2 separate regions of the Callithrix jacchus genome follow, and region 2 is linked to region 1. The links are chromatin contacts, called in public Hi-C maps. All regions are on one chromosome and are shown on one strand. The core of a region is the stretch at or near the end of the contact, and the rest is flanking DNA. Distances in the headings are between cores, read along the strand shown. Region 1 has its middle 33 kb from the start of CFL2. Region 2 holds the start of SRP54 (signal recognition particle 54).

Evidence for each region. Hi-C and Micro-C count contacts between places; a contact is called where the count stands out from the background.
Region 2: a Hi-C map of skeletal muscle shows a contact between it and region 1, with 3 times the contacts expected there. The contact joins the promoter of SRP54 here to the enhancer-like site in region 1. A contact is called at or near these places in 3 of 3 Hi-C or Micro-C datasets (induced pluripotent stem cells and skeletal muscle).

The regions. Positions count from the first base shown.
Region 1 is chr8:69,180,833-69,184,893 of calJac240_pri, forward strand. No RefSeq gene overlaps it. Among named protein-coding and RNA genes, the nearest start is that of CFL2, 33 kb to the right of the region's middle. Within about 2 kb of position 1,254, at least 2 of the 16 cell types and tissues checked have an H3K27ac peak or open chromatin away from gene starts, as enhancers often do. A contact at or near this core is called in skeletal muscle, where this site is marked.
Region 2 is chr8:69,214,758-69,218,929 of calJac240_pri, forward strand. It overlaps SRP54 (signal recognition particle 54), which reads left to right and starts at 1,554. Exons shown (of 18, transcript XM_078334776.1): 1 at 1,554-1,823. CFL2 (cofilin 2) reads right to left here and starts at 1,442. Exons shown (of 4, transcript XM_002753811.6): 1 at 1,387-1,442; 2 at 102-409. The coding sequence starts at 1,389.

The DNA.
Region 1 (4,061 bases), core at 4-2,503:
CTGGATTTTCTGGGTCTCCAGCATACTCTGCCGCTTCTCTTCTGGCCTGGAAGTCTCCCAACATTCAGATGGGTCCTTCTCACAAAATATTCTCACCTCTGGGAGAAGTACCCATTTGTGGCTTCCCCTCTTGCTCTTTGTAGCTCCTTCTTTACCTTACCTAGGGAGAGATTCAGGTCTCATCTCCATCCACAGCTTGTCACCTGAATATTCAGTCATTACTGTGAGCTGAATGTGCCCTTAGCTGAATGCCCCCTGCCTTCCCTGCCTAGATCTGTCACTGTGTGTATGCTATGAACATTACAATTCTATTCAAATATTGTTTAAAGCTAAGAACTGAGAAATGGTGGGATTATATTCAATACAAGTCACTTCTTTTTTAAGTACATGAATCAAAAGTGAAGATATAAAATTACTGGGGCTTGTAGCTATGAGACCCACTGAAGTGAACACAAGTAATGGGAAAACAACAGCTCTAGCTCCGAAAAGAAAAGGGCTAAATTTCAGAAATTGACTAGGTCAGACATGACAATTAAATGAAATATGTGATTTTGTTTTTCTTTTTTCTTCTGGATCTTGGGTTTTAGAAATCTACAAAGGATATTATAGGAATAACTGGGAAATTCTGAATATGAACTGTATTTTCAATACAATAAAATTTCCTGAGTGAGATACGAGGAATATTACATAGGATGAATATTTTTATTCTTAGGAGATACACGCCAAAGTATTTTTGGATGAAGTGTCACAGTGTCTATAATTAACTCTTAAATGGTTCAGCAAATGATTTTTTAAAAATAGAATGTTCAATTCTAAATCTTCAAAAAAAAGGTAAATGCAGTAAAATTTAATTGATAAGTCTACATGAACATCTGGTGACATATGGTGTTCATCGTACTAGCAACTTTTCTAGCTTTGAAATTTTTCAAAATAAAAAAATTGTGAAAAAGCTGTGACAGGTGGACAGTCACTACTCTGACTTGAGGACTGTGTGTCTGTGTGTGCATGTAGGGGGTTTCACAGTTTAAGTTTATATTTAGAAACTTTAGCGGTATTATCATTCAAGAAAGAAGATCACATCATTTTCTATTTAAAACCTCCATTAACAGTCTAATGGGTGAAAGGGCTGGTGAGTGACACTGCTTCCTGAAGGCAGGGCCTGCCTCTATGCCCTCTCTGAAGCCTCCACCACTTGCAAAGGACCCTGCTTGCAGGGTACAGGCCCCACAGAATAAGTTGGCTGTGTCTCTGACTGCTGTAACTGTTCAGATATAGGCACAGTTGGCTTGCTTCTATCTCTTGGGTTGGGTCATCAAAGGAGGTGGGGAGTAGTAACATGTGGGTCCTGCCACTTGTCAGGCTCTGGTCTAGACTTTCACATATGTTCTCACATTCCATCTGCACAGCCTCCTGGTGAGGGAGGAATGATCATCCCCATCTACAAATGAGAAAACGAAGCCCAGGAGTGGTTTTCAGCCAGTCACACAGCTGGTAAGTGGTGGAGCAGGGATTCCAGTGGAATCTTTCCACCAGAGAAAACCTAACAAATACAGTTATAAAGCTGGTCTGTCTCACTCCATATGACCCTGACGGGAACACGACCTGTCAATTCCAGATAGTTTACAAAGTTATCAGCCGGGTTTCAGAACACATTTGCCAATTTGCTATGGAGAAGCTGAGGTCCTCTAAGTCCTTGTTCATCAACTAGAGGGTTGTCCAGATCCCACTGCCGCCCACTGTGATTTTGACACAAGTTAAATCAGTTTGGCTACATTGTTTCCTGCTCTTTGTCACCTTATTAAAGATTTGTGAGGGTCAAGGCTATTGCAGATGAGCTGCACTTCAGTGTATGAATCCATTCAGTGTCTGCTTCCTCACCTCTCTTTAGGCTGGCAACACCAGGTTTTTGTTGTTGTTGTTTGGGTTTATTTTTAGAAAGCCACTCAGGAATTAATTTCCTGAATGTCAATTGCCTTGCTTCCTACAGTTTGTCCTCCAGGTCCAGTAGTTTCAACATTCTGGGTATTTTTCCTTTTTGAAAATACTGAAATTGGATATGAACTTTATTTTCATTTTTTTCCTTTTCCAAGGAAAGGCTGTTTTAAAAATTTAAGGTAATACATTTATTTGTTTGTTTGTTTGTTTGTTTAGTTACTTATTTGAGATGGAGTCTTGCTCTGTGGCCCAGGCTGGAATGCAGGGGGGCAATCTCAGCTCACTGCAACCTCTGCCTTCTGGGTTCAAGCGATTCTCCTGCATCAGCCTCCTGGGTAGCTGGGATTACAGGCACGTGCCACCACAACCAGCTAATTTTCGTATTTTTAGTAGAGATGAAGTTTCTCCATGTTGGTCAGGCTGGTCTCAAACTCCTGATCTGGTGATCTGCCCACCTTGGTCTCCCAGTGTGCTGGGATCACAGGCGTGAGCCACCATGCCCAGCAAATTTCTTACCAAAAATGTGTAACCCGAAGCTAAGCGGTTATTTAGATCAAACTACCAGCTTACAGGAAATACAAGAAATAGATGAACAGGGGCAGGCCATCAGAAAGAAACCATTAGACAAATCCAGAAGGTAGGACATTCTACAGACAAACTGACTTAGTTTCTTCATCAAGTCAATGGCATTAAGAAAAAGTGGGATGAGGCGCGGTGGCTCAAGCCTGTAATCCCAGCACTTTGGGAGGCCGAGGCGGGTGGATCACGAGGTCAACAGATTGAGACCATCCTGGTCAACATGGTGAAACCCCGTCTCTACTAAAAATTACAAAAAATTAGCTGGGCACGGTGGCGCGTGCCTGTAATCCCAGCTACTCAGGAGGCTGAGGCAGGAGAATTGCCTGAACCCAGGGGGCGGAGGTTGCGGTGAGCCGAGATTGCGCCATTGCACTCCAACCTGGGTAACAAGAGCGAAACTCCGTCTCAAAAAAAAAAAAAAGAAAAAGAAAAAGTGGGAGGCTGGGGGTATTTAAGATTGTTCTAGATTATAAGAGACGTAAGCACAAAAAACAGTGTGTGGACTTTGTTAGACCCTGGTTTGAACATACAAACTGTAAAATGACACTATGGAGACAACTGGGAAAATTTGAATATAGATTAAGTATTAGATTATATTAAAAAATAGTTAATTTTGCTGGAAGTAATAATGGTCTCTCTCTGATGCACAGCCAAGGCTCAGAATCTCTGGTCTAGCTCTAGTAGGACTCAGGCAGTAGAACTGGGTGTTTGCAAGACGAAAAGTAGTCATAATCTTGCGAGATTTATCTCTGCAATGGGAAGAAAACCTCTGTTACAGAACTATCTCTGGATAAGAAGTGGCCGCTAAAGGTCTGATGCCTGAAAATTATGATTGGCAGATTTGGAATTCATAAAAATTCCAGTAAGACCAATAGCTTCTTGTAAGCATATGGATTTCATGGGAGTGAAAGTTGTTCTGGGTACCTCAAGGATCTAAAGTTAGGGTTGATTCGTTTCAAAAGTCAGTGAAAAGTAATGTGCTGCCATACTTTTCACCTGTTCAATATCATTGTCCAGAAAGAAACTGCCCCTTTCTGTTGGTGTTTTGGTAAAACTGTAGCACTGGTGAGTTCACTTATACAGTTCCTTCCTTATGTCCAGGCACTCACTCAGTAGGGGGAATGTGAAGAAGTCTGCATTAGTAAATTAGATTTTAAATTTTGCTTTACAATAGGTTTGTTTGCATATTGTGTGAGCTGAAGTTCCTGCTGCCTTGAAATGAAAAACAGTTGTGATGGTTTGGACTCTTCCCGCACCCCATGCCACCACCTGGTAATTTAACTATTCATAGAATATATTTTGCTCTTCCTAGTTATCTCACCTTAGTAAAATCAACCAGCAATTGAACCCCTGGATCATCAAGTTTGGATGGTGACTTTACCAGTTCCACTGACCTTGAGGTTTATGAATCTAATTCAGTTTTCACTTCTCTTACCTGGATGTAGAGCTTGCAGCTCCAAATCCTACATTTCTAAGTATTGAGAAAAAGAGGAGAGGAGGGAATTTACATTTCTGAGTAGCCATTATTGGCCAAGCATTATACTACT
Region 2 (4,172 bases), core at 304-2,803, 34 kb after region 1:
AATTGTTTAATCCCACTTATAAGAAAAACAAAGGTATAACCGACTATGATAACAACAATCCTTGCATTTTAAAAGTACTTTTTTCTTTTGTTTTTACACACCAGAATATAAATACTAGGTCTTCTTTCTTAGACTCTTTTGTTTCGTATGTGGCATCGTACAAAGCATATCGGCAATCATTCAGAGGTAGCAACTTCACAAAAGATGTGTAGGGGTCCTCTACAGTATCACCAATGTCACCCACCAAGATCTGCTTTGCTTCCTCTACAATTATTTGTCTTTTGTCATCGCTTAAACAGAAGAGAACTGCTTTCTTTCTCTTTTTGATCTCCTCTTGCGTAGAAGATTTCCTTACTTTCATATCATTAAAAACTTTGATGACTTCATCATTCACTGTAACTCCAGAAGCCTGAAAATAAACACAGAACACTAATTCAGAACATGTATTTTGGTTTTAACCAAAATTACTGTTTTCCTAGAGAAGACTCACTTTAGTCTGGACATCAAAAATTGCACCGTACCATGTAAGTCGTCCAATCAGATTTTTTGTCACATTTTAAGAATCAGTAGACGATACAGCGAAGGAATCTAACTCATCCTGCCCATTCATCCTTCTTAAAGGGGTTTGGACGCGGAAGCGAAAGGGACAAATACAAGTTGTCCCATCCCTGAAATGTTTCCTATTTCACTGGGTGATGTCAGAGCTTCAGGAGCCGCAGCAAAAATACCTTCTGTATTGTGTCAACTCGGCTGGCCTTAAAAAAACACTTTTGGATTTCAGTTAATGCTTCTACTATTTTTTTCTTTAAAGTCATCCTAGCCACTAACGTTTCCTCATAAGGAAAGAGAATCAAGTATAAACTCCAAACCGCCCACGGCCCCACAGCTCACATGCAGACACTCCAAAACTAACGGGTCGAGTGTAAAAGCTTTTACCGCGAGAAAGCATTTTAAGAAAAGTGTTTTCCCTCTTCCTTAATCTCCCCGTAAGGGTTTCATTACAGGCCGTCCAGACCCCGACCCACACAACCTTCGCAGCACATACCAATTTTAAAGCCCCGCGTGTTAAATAAAATTAGGAAGCGAAAGCCAAAGGCGGCGCGAGCGGCTGCAGTCTGAAGACCCTCTCGCGCCTCCGGCAGCTCTGTCTTTACCCTCAACCCGCGCCGGCGCCCGAGCCCTCCCGCCCGGCAAAATCCAAAGAGCAGCGGGGCCCGGCCTCACGGCGGGAGGGCAGGCCGATAGGCTGGAGAGCAGCGGGGCCGCAGCGCAGATGCGCCCACCTTGGAGGCCAAAATCAGGTTAAAATGGCGGCCTCACTCCCCGGGCCGTGCGGGGGGCTTTTTTCGCCACGCCGCAGCCTCTCGGCCGGCGCGCCCCTCTTACCATAGTGCCCTCGGCTGTGGCTGCGGCGGCAGCTCGGGCTCCGGCTCTGTAGCACTGGGAAGAGAAGGAGGGGCAGGCTGGTGGGCAGCGGCGAGTGCGGGGCACGCCGGGAGCTGCAGCCCGAGGGAGGCGGCAGGGTTCGGCGGGCCGCAGGCGGCGGGCGGGGCAGTCACGTGGGCACGCCCGGTACCCCGCCGGCGCCGCCAGCTCCCAGGCAGGCCCTTCTGCCTTGCGGTCCCGGCCCCCCAGCTGCCCGCGTCCTCGACGTGACCCCAGAGCGCGAGTCCTGCAGGCCCGGGGAGCGACGCGGCGGTAGCGGAGTCCGGGGGTCTGGCAGAGCCGCCTTTAGCCCCCAGGCACCACCCGTCAGCCGGCGGGAGAACATGCTGGACTCCCAGAGGGGCGTTTCCACCGCCTCCGTGGGGCCCTGCGCCAGGGTGAGTGCGTGTGAGGGGAACTCCTGCGAAGGTGTCTTTCCTTATTTACCTGTGGTTTCCCCGAAAGAGGCTGGATTTCGACATTTTGAGCCTTTTTGGAAAATCCCCAGTTGTTCAGAGTTAAATGAGAATAAACACTACAAGGATTGCCCCAGTTGATAGTACTTACCTAGCAAAAACAAAATGATACGCAGTGTTGGAAAATCACTTTTTGAAACTCTAGTTGAAATAATAATGATGATTAAAAAAAATTAGGTGGTAGCATTCCTTAGTAATACTCTTTTACATTTTAGACTTCATAGGAAATAGATTGTACTCTCTTAGTCATTTCATGAAGCTCCAGCTATGACAGACAAGTAAGTCGACACAGCCTCTTCTAGTAAAGCCCATTAAACTGCGCCAAGGCAGCTTCTCTAACTTTTTTTTAAATCTTAACTCCTCCATGCTTCAGGGTTCGTCTGTAAAAGAAACTGTTATTAAATTATCGTTAAGGCCCTTTTCAGCTTTAGATTTCAGTTTCTGAGTATATCAGTGTTCAGTAGGAAATGGTGTGTTTGTGGTGGTCTCAGGATTAAGGTTAGGCATGGAGAATCATGAGATGGTGTTTGCCCTAGATTGTGTGATAACTTCTTTCAGCCAAAATTTACTGTATTTTAAATGGAACATGTTAGGCATTGAAACATAGACCTACTTTTCTATCTTATATCTTGGGTTTGTTTTCTTAATTGGAAGATAGACTTCACTTAGAGACAAAAATTGAAAAGGAATTTCCCATTGTCTAAGCATGAATCCCAAGCAAGTGAATAAAACTTCATGTCTAGCTGGCACATTATAATTCATGAAACCTTTCACTTTCTTTATCTGTTGAACTTCCAAGAAGTTATGGAGAATGGATCTCCAGAGTTCTGATTATCTGCTATGTGTAGGTATTATTAGCAAATCACTGTCCACTTCATCTTGGGGTCTCCTTCCCTTCCCGACCTCAAAGTTTTGCACCAGCCCCAGCAGAAACCAGGTCTGATGACACTGGGACCTAGAGTGGTTGTCAGACCCTCTCCCACCAAAGCTGGGGATTCCAAACATGTTAGCCCCTAGCTCGGACATCAACCCCTTTCCAAGCCTCCCATTCCCTCATACCTTCCCCAGACAGAGATTGTAATTCTCATGCTCTAGGATTCTTTTCCTGAAGATATTTTTGTCTTGCACATATTTTGTTACATTGTAATAATTTATGTCTTCTGCCACCCTGCTGAGCTGTAAGCTCCTTAAGGATCTGAGTCCTAGTTATCTTTGAATTTCTGGAACCTGTACATATTAAACAACAGTGGTGCTTAACAGATGCTGAAATAATAAATTTAAGATGCCTTAGTGGTATAAAGAGAAAAAAAAGGAAGCTTCTGAAGATTTCGAGGCCTTTCTACATGCCCTTGTGAGGATGGTGCTAAGAACCTCAGGGCCAGTAGCAGCTTTCTGTCTTCACCCCTGTGAGTAATAACCAGAACTTACCACCACTTGGTAAAGGTGCAGCATTGCCAATCATTGCTGCGTGAATTTTGGTCCCTGTGTAATGGAGGGATCTGAGTGCCAGACACCATATGTATTAGTGTTCGATTATTGCTATAACAAATTACCACAAAATTACTTGCTTAAAACAACACAAATTTGCTGGGCATGATGGCTCACACCTGTAATTCCAGCTCTTTGGGAAGCCAAGCCGGGTGGATCACCTGAGTTCAGGAGGTTTTGACACCAGCCTGGCCAACATGGAGAAACCCCATCTCTACTAAAAATACAAAAAAATTAGCTGGGCATTGTGGCAGTTGCCTGTAATCCCAGCTACTGGGGAGGCTGAGGCAAGAGAATCACTTGAACCCATGAATCAGAGTCAGAGTCAGAGGTTGCAGTTAGCTGAGGTTGTGCCACTGGCCTCCAACCTGGGCGACAGTGCGGAACTCTGTCTCAAAAAACAAAAAACAGAAAACAAAACCCACAAATTTATAATTTCTTGTCTTACAGGGTCAGAGAAATAAGTCTGTTTTTTTAAAAAGAGATAGTCGCTGATTCTGTTGCCCACCTAGGCTGCTGGAGTGCAGAGTGTGATCAGAGCTCACTGCAGCCTCAAATTCCTGGCCTCAAGTGATCCTCCTGCCTCAGCCTCCGGAATAGTTGGGATTACAGGCATGAGCCACTGCAACTGGCAGAAATAAGCCTGATGGGGGGCTAAAGTCAAAATGTCAGCAAGACTTCATTGCTTTTGGAGACTGTAGAGGGAGACTCTCTTTGCCTTTCCAACTTCTAGAGGCTGCCCATAATCTTTGGTCTGTGGCCCCAGGCAGCAATTGCATCACT